Regions from separate parts of the Gasterosteus aculeatus genome. Here region 1 is linked to region 2. Evidence: chromatin contacts called from public Hi-C data. All regions are on one chromosome and are shown on one strand. Each heading gives the region's core, a stretch centred on a gene start, on an enhancer-like site or on the middle of the called end of the contact. The rest is flanking DNA. Distances are from core to core; before and after follow the strand shown.

What was found. Hi-C and Micro-C count contacts between places; a contact is called where the count stands out from the background.
Region 1: a Hi-C map of skeletal muscle shows a contact between it and region 2, with 5 times the contacts expected there. The contact joins two enhancer-like sites. A contact is called at or near these places in 3 of 6 Hi-C or Micro-C datasets (skeletal muscle and tail fin).

What each region holds. Positions count from the first base shown.
Region 1 is chr9:10,544,772-10,550,821 of fGasAcu3.hap1.1, reverse strand. It overlaps prkcaa (protein kinase C, alpha, a), which reads left to right. Exons shown (of 17, transcript XM_040186977.2): 8 at 424-517; 9 at 4,878-5,021; 10 at 5,128-5,301. Among protein-coding and RNA genes, the nearest start is that of LOC120825718, 30 kb to the right of the region's middle. Within about 2 kb of position 3,656, at least 2 of the 9 cell types and tissues checked have open chromatin away from gene starts, as enhancers often do.
Region 2 is chr9:10,498,331-10,505,234 of fGasAcu3.hap1.1, reverse strand. LOC120825718 (voltage-dependent calcium channel gamma-5 subunit) reads left to right here. Exons shown (of 6, transcript XM_040187506.2): 6 at 641-3,121. The coding sequence ends at 904. Among protein-coding and RNA genes, the nearest start is that of LOC144383199, 12 kb to the left of the region's middle. Within about 2 kb of position 3,559, at least 1 of the 9 cell types and tissues checked has open chromatin away from gene starts, as enhancers often do.

The DNA of each region.
Region 1 (6,050 bases), core at 2,407-4,906, 45 kb before region 2:
TTCATTCAAGTAATTTAACAATTGAATGATATATCAAAAATGTAACATACGACTGTGTGATTTTGGTGGTACCTTCTGAATAAGAAGCAATAGATATTTTTGTCAGAGATATTACATGCACATGCTCAAAGAAATTATAAAGAAAAGGGTTTAACAGTGAAGGTGTACAAAACTCACTCTGTTTGTTTCCACTTCTGTACTAATGAAGAGGCCACACTTTCACTCCATTTGTCCCGTAGTTAAACTTATTTAATTGAAAGTCGGGTTTTCTGTTTCTCACTATGCGCTTTGTGAAGTGTAAACAGGTGGCACAGGTGCTGCTTTACCATCATTTACCGTATTTACATTCACAAGTTTTTTATCTCAAAATGTTTTCCGGTCTGTGTCGCCCATCTCCCCTCTCCTGGCGTCTCTCTCTTCCAGGTATAAACTGTTGTGCCAGGAGGAAGGGGAGTACTACAATGTTCCCATCTCGGAGGAGGACGACGGGAATGAGGAACTCAGGGAGAAATTTGAGGTGATAATTTTTGCTTGTTGACCTTAATTACAATCCCGACGTCTTGTCTTATAAAAGGTCACGAGCAGGTACATCAGCCAACCTGGTTCAGTGTTGCCGCTAATGTGGTAACTGTCTTTGACACGGACTCCTATTGTCTTTCCTTTAGACAACTTTACCTTGTTAATCCAATTCCTTGTCCTTAATCCATCCTTAAACAAGCATGTGTACGGGAACTTGAAATGAACCCAACGGTCAACTTCTCCTCAGCTACAACTGTTGGATGCAAATGACATCGCTGCAGCTGCAGCTTTCAAAGACCTCCTCCGCTCTCAGCCTCTCGTTCGAGTTGTGTGTTTGTCACCGATTGTTAGCGTTTTGTTCCTCCGTCAGAGAGATTCGTGTCTGGGATCCAATCACAGCAGCCCACCAACAGCTGTCTTTTAATCTCCGGAGACATTTTGCATTTCAAAGACTTTGACTTTATGAAGATTTGATGCCTGAAAGCCCAATTTGTTCTGATCCCACAACTTGTTGCAGTTGTTTGGGGTGGGATTAACATTATTCATCATTATTGTATTGTTTATTTTATAAGTAAAGCTTTTTTGCAAGCCGTTATATGTAAAGATGCGTGTAGTACTTGTCAGACTTTGTAATGAAATGAACCCCACATACAGTATCATACACATATATATATAAATATTCTCTATTCTAAACACTCGTAAGAAACGCAAATTGAAGTTGCTTTGTAAAAAATGTACATGAATGACAGATGTAGTTTGTACTTTTTCAGATTTAGAGGATCTTAACTCTTTTTTCATTTATTGATATATGATCAATTCGTATTTTTCCATTAATTAGAAGATTTTCCTCTTAGTGGAAACCGCTCAGTGATGATCCAACATGATTTATATGAAATTATTGGTCATGATGTTCAGTGATGATCGTCACCCTAACAACTTTCGAATAATGATTCGAAAGGAAAATTGGATGAACAGTACTTGAGTTTCCATAATCGTAAGTAAATCACACATTACTTCCTCTCCAATGCCTCCCGAACACACATTTACAAACTCACACACAGTACTGTACGAGACTCTTCGAGCGGAGGCCGCTGGTGAGACACTGTTGCCTTTGACTTCATTCAATTTCTGCATTGAATTGTCCGGCCTGCTGCGAGTGAGGCAGCTCTTCTGTCCATCAGAGGTGCTTAAATTAACTAGTTAAGAATAGGAGTGTTGATAATGTCAGGGAAGCGCCCGACCTTCTCTCACCTCCCTGAATTTAGTTGTCATAGCAGCAGGTGCACAAGTACATAATATTTACCAAATAGGAGGTTTGTGTGTCAGAGTTCAACAGCTGGTCTTATAACCTGCTCACACACTCATGCTTGTCTTGGGTGTTACTACAACAAAGCTCGCTATTGACTCTCTCAAACAAATATCAAAAATATCAACCGTGATTTAAAGTTTGAGTAATCAATACATATAAATAGTTGTGCAAAATTACGCATATTCGTTAAGACAGAGATGTGAAACATTCTATTGTTTTAATTTCTAAAATCATTTTCTTTCATTTTTTTTTTTGTTTTCCATCCATCTTTGTGCATTATTGGGATTTTATTGTTTTCAATAGAAAATGTAGACAATAATTTCAGTCTTACACAGAAGACAAAATCAGTACTTATTTTTTTTAAAGATTTTTTTATGGTCGTTATATAGGAAATTATATCATATATCCCTGTTTACATTTATCAAGCATCAGATAAAAACATTTATCTTGTTTAAAAAATGTTTCATCCAATAGACACTTATTTTTGGTCCCGAGAAGTACCACTTCTCCAACTTTCTCTATTTTTAGATTCACTGGAATTAAGAACAACAAAAATACTTCACATTGGCGAATTTTTTGACCACTAGATGTCAGTATTGAATTTATAAATAATACCAGGCTCCTTATCGGGGCAATGAGCAATTGTGTGTGTGTTTAGTGTGTCTGTTTTGTGTGTGTGTGACTGTTTAGTGTGTGTGTGTGTAGGGGTGCTGTGCCTGCGTGCCATTCACGAGGCCTTCATCAGTGTACTTGCAAAGGAACATCTTATTTTTTAACATCCCTGAAATTGGGAAGTCATTGACCTGCTGGGGAACGGGTCCTCTTTTTACGGCGTTGTTGCGCCGCCGTTTTTCTAAAGTATTCCAGAAAGGAAAAAACAGTCACTGGCTCTACAGAGTCATTCATTATCATAGGTTACCTGAAGGCAGCAATAATTCTATGACACATTTCTCCTTTTGCTTTGTACTCTTCATACCGTTTCCTTGGTGGAGTACAGGTATGCTTTTCACTTGGAATAATGCACATGGTGTTTGTGGTACTGTTGAACTTAGCATTATGTTTCATTTCTAAGCTTCAAATTTCTACTTCAATTGTGTAATATATTGATCCTAGTCTCTCTTGACACAGAGTTCTGCATTCATGGAAGTTTTCTTTAAGAGGCAACACGAGGCACTAAAACCTGAAACGGGCCCACTGGGACTTGTGAAGTAAAATAAACGTTAATAGTATCTTTACTAAGGAGCTGAATTGATTGTGGAGAAATTTCCGATCCACCAATACTGAGTGACGTTGTGATCTACTTTAAATCTAATTATTCCGAAGGGTTAAAGCGCCTTTTGTGTTTAAATATGATTTCTGCATCTTTGTTTACCCGTGTGTGTGATCTGCCCTCAACTACCAGCGTGTAAAAAACACTTGTACTCAGTGAGGTCGGGCCTTCTCCCTCCCTTCTCCCTGGCTCGGCTTGGCCAGCCCCTTTCTTACCGGCTCAAGCTTACAGATGTGCTGTGATCTGGTGCGGTCTGCTCTGCTTTGCATTTGCCCTGCGGCAGACGGGGCTAGATGCCATTAACCAAACTAAAGCTGCCCTTGTTAAAGGTCTTTTAATTCAGAATAGTGTGGAGTAGTCTGGATTGGGTTTGTAATGAATCCTCCTTAATGATGCAACCCTGAAAACTCTTGTTTGGGATTAGAGTCACAGATTTTTGTCAACGTGTAGTGTAGTGAATGCTTAAATGACCTTTGGCCTACTTTCTAAGGTGAGATGACTGTACTCAAAAGGGGTTTGGCTTCCTTGCTATTCGTTCCAATTTAAACATTTCAAAAGTGAAGCGCAAGCCAAGCTCCCTGCGGCATGTGGGTGTAGATTACATCTGTGGTGTCGATGGATCTGCATGAGTTTGGATCTGTGTTTTCACCCTGGGATTGTGAATACTGGACATGGTAATCTTGGTCGTGTTCTTGTGAAGAGAGGTTCAAAATATTGGATTGTTGTTTAGCATTCGGTCTGCCATGAAGTTGTGTATTTGTACAGCGTGGTGCACTGTTCTTGTCGGAGCATCTTGCCGTACTGGGAGGTTACGCATGACGTGGGCATGAATGAAGTGAATAGAAGAGAATCTGTGTGCATTTTTGCAAGTGGACATGAAGGACTTCTCTGGAGCGGACATGCTGTACCAGAGCAAGGCCTCACTGTGGTATCTTCAGCTTCATCACTCTCACAGCCAGCTTTCAAAAGGAAAATACCGCAGGTGCTCTCTTTTCATGATTTGCCTTTAGCGTTACATGTAATCACAAAATAAAAACTGTCCTTAAACATAAATGTATTGTTTAAATGTTTTAAGACTGAGCTGCAAGTTTTTAATATGAATCACCAAAAAGATTATGTTGCTTTTACTTAATGTAACAGTTTGTCATCGTTCACACTTTTCCTTTAAACTAATAATAACCATCAGTACAGAGATTACAATTAATTCAAATAACTTGTAATACATTTTAACATGGTTTGGTGAGAGCCAATGCTGTTAATTAGTCAATAAAGGAACAACATGGTAGAAAGAAACGTCCATTTATTCTCTCGTTTGCCACAATTCAGTACACTCAAATTGTTTGTAGCCTTTATTTGTGTGTGTAAATGCTCCACAATGGCACCACAGACTTATTTCACTCTATTCATTTTAAATTCTGCTTATCAGTCAGTGCATTATGAAAATGAGTAAGCACAGTGTGAGTGTGTGAGCACACGTAATGGTGGTATTTATATATAATATCTTGTGTAAAAAGAAAACATTATTTTATCCGTTGGCCGGTGACATTCTCTCACTTGTTGTGGAACCCCCCCAAAGGAGCTCCATCCAAGTACATCATTGTTTCAGTATCTTCTACATTTTTTTCATGCAATAACTTATAAAACATCTTATGATTTCAGGAACTTGTCATCTTGTCTGAGCAACTCACTGTACCTTTTTGTTGTGTGTGTGTGTGTCACTCAAAGTCTTTTTTAAAGCTGCACATCTTATACACACCTCGCTTTGTCCCCTGAGTGCAGAAAGCCAAGCTGGGCCCTGGTAAGAAGGGGATCACAGAGGCGGACGGCAGCCAGTCCATCCAGCCGCCCTTTGTCAGCCTGAACGAAGTCAAACTCAGCGACTTCTCCTTCCTGGCCGTGCTCGGGAAAGGGAGCTTCGGGAAGGTGAGGCCTAAAATAAAAACACTCTCGTGGCCACAAAGCAAGCGAAAGCAGCGCGTAAACAGCAGGCTGAACTCGGCTGGGATCTTTTCCCAATGTCCCTCTGAAGGTCATGCTGGCGGAGATGAAGGCCACAGAAGAGCTGTATGCAATAAAGATCCTGAAGAAGGACGTGGTGATCCAGGACGATGACGTGGAATGTACCATGGTGGAGAAGAGAGTCCTGGCGCAACAGGACAAGCCCCCCTTCCTCACACAACTGCACTCGTGCTTCCAGACTGTGGTAGGTGAAATACTCCCTGACACACATCAGGAAAATGTCATTTGGGTCAGGTCAGGTCCAATTACATTACCACGGGGCTTTTGGCTGAGCGGCTTAGTCGTGAAGGGTTGTGGAGAGCAGCAGAGGGCGTGTACGACAAGTACAATGTAAACAAACAGACCCTAATTAGACGGCTGTGCTTTGTGTCTGTGTGTGTGTCTGTGTGTCTGTGTGTGTGTGTGTGTGTGTGTGTCTGTGTGTGTGTGTATGTTTGTGTGTTTATACAAAAGCATTTCTGCTGTGAGTCATCCCAAAACCAGACTACAGGACCTCAGAGCACGTACTGTATGAGTAAAGAAACATGTAATTGTACGGTAATATGTGTATTTCTAGCACACACATACCTTCACTGTTGTATGACCACAGTTCCAAGAAAAAAATGAACTAAAATATGAACCAATATCAAATGTGCACAAATATGCATGAATTTATATGAACTTCATTATTGTAACATGCTACAGAAAAGTCATTTCAGCCTCAGTCCGGTCTTGTGCATACGTATATTTAGCATAATTAGTGTTTCTAGTGTGAAGGTTAGAGACTCAAATGTCCAAGATCAGATCAGCTTTGTCAAACCTTCCGTCAGCTCTGCGGCTGTCTGAGGTGTTTTGTTTGTGTTTTGCTAGTGAGCGACTCTCAAGGCCAAACGCGTCACGGGCAGTAAGGGACCAGCGGTACCAGACAGAGAGAATGCGCCTTGACAGATGTCC
Region 2 (6,904 bases), core at 2,310-4,809:
TTAGCTTGTTTCTGCTTGACACCTGGACGACGCCTGGATGTTTGTATTGAGACAGATTTTCTCTTATAAGGGTCCCAGGCTTGTTCTTTGTCCTTGTCCAACAAGTTGGCTCTAATATTTTATTTGTATGATGTGAGGTTGTCTCTGATATTCACGGTTTACTCTGAGTGAGGAATGCATCAGAAAACGTTTTGTGTTGTAACAGATAGTCCTAAAAGACATCATGTCTTAGAATTCCTTAAGTATGATTGGTGGTTGGATGGTTCGATTTAGGCCAAGTCTTTAAATCAGCTTTTCAGTGAGGGTCTGCTATTGATTCTTGGTCATTCACTATTCGTTTGAATATTTTGTAGTCATAAAAGTGAATAGTTCAAAAGTTTGAATGTGGATTACAGTTTTTCTGTGAAGTGGATATCCTTTAGAAAACAGGAAATGTGAAGATCCACATTTGAATAAACCCACATTCAAATTTATGGGGTTTGGGATTTTGAATGATGGTCTGAGGCAGGAAACAATTTCTCATCAATCAACAACCAACAGTTCTCTAATCGCAATTATTTTTTTGGTTATGCGTTTGCTTAAAGTGACCTGGATATAACCGGATGTTTCTGGATAATAACTAGTCTCTTCTCCCCGCCAGGCTGCAGGCGTCATGTCCGTGTACCTGTTCATGAAGCGCTACACAGCAGAGGAAATGTACCGGCCCCATCAGGGCTTCTACCAGCCTCGCCTCAGCAACTGCTCAGACTACTCCGGCCAGTTCCTCCACCCTGACGCCTGGGCCGGGCGTGGTCGCAGTGCATCCGCCATCTCCTCCGAGGCCTCCGTCCAGATGAACTCCTCCAACTACCCAGCCCTCCTCAAGTGTCCAGAGTATGAACAAATGTCCTCCTCGCCGTGCTGAGGCAGAGGTGTTTCAGTGGTTGTGTTAGCACTGTGCGGGTCCTATTTATCTATCTGGATTTTGGAGTAAAATTCTCAGATAATTTAATATTATCCTGCTTAAATCGTTCCCTTCCTCGAGTGTCCTGACTTAGACCTGATTCTCTACCCTCACCGCTGCAGATTTCTTATTCATCATTTCTGCTTCTGTTTGAAACCGAACTTAAGTTGTGGGTTGGATAGTTCACTTTATTCTGAGCTTTGTTTTGTTCTCGGGGAGAAAGGAAAGGGTTTAACCAGTCTGCTGTTTTTCTCTAGTTTTAAGCAGTGGACCTACTGAAATAGTACTAGCCGAGTAGCTAGACCAGCCCAGAGCCGGAGTGAGCGTGTCTAGTATTTGCTTGTAGTGTTACTACAATCCTGATAGATTCTTGACAGGCGTACACACCACACGACTGCAGATAAGGAGCGTTTACGACTGGAGAGCAACTCTGTGCGATGGATGTCAAGTCTGCATGTTTCAGTCTGAGAGCTGAAACCCGTCAGTGAAATCACTTTGATGATGAGACTCTACGTTTAGAATGTTGAATGTCAGAGTCACAGAAACGTTCCTCTATTCAAGCATTTGATCACTGGACCAATAGTGCAGACTTTAGTTTTGGATTAAGTTTGGAACGAAAATGTTAAAGTCCCGTCTGTGTTGTTTCGCCTCCGTTGGTGCAGAAAACGGCACTAGTCATATCTTACTGTCTCCTCAGACACATGACAGCTGTTTCAGACTTCAATAGGCAGAGTTTATGAAACGCATGATGAATGTGACTTCCAACCATTCAAGCAGATTATTCCCAAGGATTCCCAAAGCAGATTTAAAAACAAACAGTTGCAGGTTGCATAGAAGCCATTAAGTCTGATGTAGTCTGGGATAACTGTAACGTTTTAACCTGATACAAAAGCTTTCTTTTTCATTTACAAACATCATATGGGGTTGAAATTCTTCTTGCGGAATTCTTTACTAGATCCTTTTAGCAGTTTACACTCAGTAGTGACGCCAAAAGACCTTTTTTTGCTTGTACTAATCATTTTAGTGTATTATTTATATATTCTAAACAGCCAAAACGCGTACAACAATACGTACATTTTTCTCATAACCCATTATTAACAAAAAACACATGACTGATTTAAATCTGTAATTCAACCAACACCGATGGGAGTAACCCTTATGTATCCATACAGTGTCTTAAGTGAATACATTCAACAAGTTTATTTAACCACAATGTCATTGATAAAATTTCAAATTTGAGAACAATAATACTATATATATTATTTGCTAAATAACAGGTGGCCAACGACAGTATTTGGACCTTAGTGTTGAAGGTTTTGATGGAGAATGTGAAAAAGTTAAGTAGTTAGGGACTACTTTGACTATTTTGATAAGGAGCCATTGTAAATGTAAAGGGGGCTGTAGGAAACACTGTAAATTGAGATTTATTTTGCATAAAGTAAAATAAATCTCTGAGTATTACCCCAAATTATGAATGCATATTTTTCTAACCCTCCCATTTTGGAGTATTCTTAGATGCTTGTTTTACAAATCTACTGCAGTCCTTGGTGTGCCAAGGAAGAAGTTGTATCCGGGTTAAGAGTTTTCCCAATTCCAGTATTGATTATATGCATTTCATGCAGCGTTCCGTGAGTAAATACAGAGCATTTTGTCTGGTGCAGCATTCTTATGTTAGTTTGTTATATTACTAAAAGTATAATTGTCAATTGTATATATTGTTGCATGGTGTGAACTTGCGTTAATGGAATGCAACATCACTGGATCTTGGTATTCCTCCTGCAGTACGTTTCACCAACAAACAGACATACAACTAATACACGCTCACTCTACTTTGGCACATATACGGTCTTTATTTGGTTCATTTTAAAAGCTGTAAATATGAAATCACTACTGCAGGTATATAAATTAATTATTTTATCATTGGACGTACCTGTAAAATGTTTTTTGTTGTTGTTTGGTAGATTAATCTGCAACTGCTGCTTTGCCTCGTATATCACATTCAAAAGGTAAGCGTTTGCATGATGTTAAGCCTAAATGTTAAGTATTTAAATGGTGTCACTGTCAAACATGAAATGTACATTTCTTTGAATTTTTACAATAAGTCAAATTTCATGTTTTAAATGTCCAATAAAATATGTATACTAAATAAAATAAAGTTTAATGGAATTTGATAAACAATAAGCTTGTTTCTTCCCAAACGACTTTATCTATAAAATGCATTAAATATATACCAATTATATACTTTGCGAAGTGTATACATTATACAGGCTACCCATGAAAATTGAATGAACGATGATCACTGAGCAGTAACAGATCACTAAAAACTCCAAAAAGGACACACCATTCCTCAATATAAAAAAGAATATAAACCAAACATAATTATATTTATCATTTGCTAAAACGACTACGGAATAAACCATGAGGAGAGGGATCCCCCCCAACATTATGTGCGTGTACACAGACATTTATTGTTGCACTATATAATCTAAACCTTATGTCCCTGTTCTGCTGTATAAGAAACAAAGCAACTACCCTTTGACATCAGCACCATCTAGTGTTTCTCCTGTGGAGACACACAGCTTCCCATGAGGAATCATTATGGAGTTATGATGACAAGTAATGAATCTATCATATACAGATAGTACCTTATATTTGAGGATTTGCAATAGGTAATATATATCTCCCTTTTCTGTGTTGTTGATTATCTCCTCCAATTAAAAAGTGTTCTACATGTATTATTTCTCTATAGTCAATAGTATCTGTAAAATAAATTCTAAAAGCAACAGTTGCCGGGACGCAAAGACGTGTGACATGTGGCCATGTGTATATAAATGAGTAAAGAAACAATAATTAGATAATATTGAGTTCATCCTGCTCACATTCATTGTGCTAATTTTGTAGGTCTGCTTCAGGGAAAGTGTCAACACTGACCCAGAGTCACCGTTGGTAAATAAATTACATTTCATTATGCAACCAGTGCACTGATATACTCTATGAAACCAAATGACTTCAATCTGGGGAAAATTATAGTCTTATAGTATTACAATGGCAAAATCCTACAACATATGGTAAATGAGTACAGCCTTACTCGACCAAGGAAGAAAGCTCATGAATAATATATGACCCCCCCCTCCTCCTCCCCACCACCACATGCACACACACAGACACATCCCTCACTTGCCTTTTCCTTCAGTATTCCCATGTCTTCCATCCTCTTTTCTCCATCTCTCTGTTTCCCTGATGGATTGTAGAAAAGGCAAATCTTTGCTCTGCCTGTTTGTAGACCGTCCCATTAATGCTGGCAGATCTCCAATACTACACTAAAATCCCAAATACAATAGTGTCATTAGGGGAGGAGCAGGCACACAACAACAAGGTACAGATCGATGTCGCTAAAATTCATTTTGTAGCTGTAACTCGAATACGGATTTACGGAAAAACCGGCAGGGACTCTTGACGGATGTTGATAGCACGCACTAAAAACACACATCTTGTTCATTCGGACCGTGATTGTTTGCACACGCCTCTTCCATTTAAAGCTGATTGTTGGTAAATTAAAGAAAATGGTCCTGGGATTGGCTTCGTCTGGCGTACACTGTGGAATAAATCATTAAAGCTCGACGGATGTAGAATAAAGAGAAGCAAACATTTACAGCTTTACTTTTAAATGTTCAGGATACATGTGGAAGATCAGATAGAGTTCTCCCCTCCCCCCCCTGCCTGTTTGGCTACACCACCTTAATTGGTGATGCCTAACAGGTGTGACCAGGTGCTCTTTAAATGGGAGCTTTTGCCCCACTAGAGCTAGAGGGGGGCTTGCTGTAGGTCTCCCACGGCATAGGCACAGCACTCGCCACGTGCGGATGGGTTTGAGCGGAATCTAGAGGTATGTCAGGGGTTTTCTGTTTCATGTTTTAATATGCTTTTTAGCAGTGAAATGTTTATTGGCGTTATTTACCTTCTTTCTTTTATACAGGAAATGATCAGGTGGTGCAACACTGAGCCTGGTCACTGCTGTTTTTGCCTTTGATTTAAAATAGATTATGGTTACCCGGTTTATATAGTATCTTTGATTATGAATTGCGAATTTGTTTTCTTTCTGGGTTAGTTTTCTTTGTTTTGTCCTACATGAACAACCATTACTGCGCCCTATACTGGGGGTCCCTTTAATGCCAGTGCAGGTGGGCATATAGTAGGCCTACAGGGGGTGGCTCACGAGGTGGAAGGCCCTTTCGGTTTATTTTGTTTGTTTGCTGTGTTTTAATTCCTTTTGATTTGCTGTGTTTTCTTCCCTTTGACCTGGTGGTGGCCCCCTTGTCCCCTTTCACTCCCCCGCCCCGGTGGGCCTCAAGTAGTCACCTTATACTGGTAGGGTACCCCAGTATAGTAATCTTTTTTAAAGCATAGATTATATCTTGCCATAAAACCGACCAATGTTTCTGGATTGATTATTCCTTTTCTTTTAAATATTAAACCTACTTGTAAATAAAAAAAACATTGTTACAAAACTGGAACTTCACCTCTCTGCTCCCCTTTCTTTTTCATTACAACTGATATACTTTGGGTGAGAGCCCCAAAGTGACGTTGTCACCCTTGTGACCAGGCGAACGGCCGCCCCGGTTACAAATTGGCGTTGCTGGCAGGACTCTTTTTATTTTTTATTTTATTATTTTTTTTTAGAGCAGAGACGTGTCCTTCTAGTTCACTTTTCTGACAGTTGCTTTATGTAGGACACCCCCATGTGTATATTTTTCGGATAGCTTACTATTTATTTCTTTTTGGGCAAAAACAGCAGTTGGCCAAAGGTTCTTCTTAAAGAGGAAGAGGAACCTGTATCCCTGTTGGCTCCCAGGTGCCAAAACCACCCAAGTCTATAGAAATGGAGGAAGGCCAGCTGGACTTACGGGACTTGGTGATTCAACTCCGGGCTCAAAATGAACAACTTTCACAAGAACTTTCAGCAACGCAAGCACGTCCAGCAAGCTTGACTCCTGGCTCTTCTGAACTCCCTGGCCCCTCTGGATCTGCTGGTCTCCCAGGGGCAGCGCCTGAACGCCTACTCTACATCCCCAGAGAAAGGAAGTGCCCCATGTTTAGGGGGAATGTGGGTATAGGAGTGGTAGAATGGGTCGAAGAGGTCTGTGCTAGCATGCGGGCCAGGCATTTAGCTCGCATAGATCAGGCCTATTTCATTTACGATCATTTGGAGGGGTCTGCCAAAGATGAGATCAAGTATAGGCCCCAGCAAGATCGTGAGGATCCAGAGAAGGTTTTGACTATACTGCAGGAAGTGTATGGATGTTCACTGTCTTATGTTGCTTTACAGAAGGATTTCTTCTCCAGAAAACAGCTAGAGGGTGAGTCGTTGCAGGACTACTCTCATGCTTTATTTGAGCTTATGGAAAAAATCATGAGGAATGCTCCTCAGGCTATACCTAACTCTGCCATTCTATTGAGAGATCAGTTTGTGGAACATGTTAATGATTCAGATCTCCGCAGAGCTTTAAAACAGGTTGTACGTGCTAAGCCATTAGTTACCCTCTTGGATGTGCGAGGGGAGGCAGTCAGATGGGAGAGGGAAGGTAGACAGCTGGAAAGTAGGCCCCGCAGTTTTTCCGTCCCCTCCATCTGTGCTACCCACCTTTCAAGGGTGTCTGAGCAGACGAGTACCTCATCTCAAAGTGAAATGGCGGAGATAAAAGAGATGCTTAAAGCACAACAAGAACAAATTAACCAGCTTTCCACCCACCTCTTGCAATTACAGAACCCCTCCAAATGGTCTCGGCCTTCGAATACAGGCCCTGTTCTCTGTAGACGCTGCCAGCAGCCAGGGCATTTTGCTCGTAATTGCGATAATGCAAGGGTCCCTTTTCAGCAACAGCGCCCCCAGGCGCATCCTATGCAAAGGGCAACTGCTCAAAATCAGCAGTCGGAAAACTAATGCCCTCTGTTTTGCAGAAC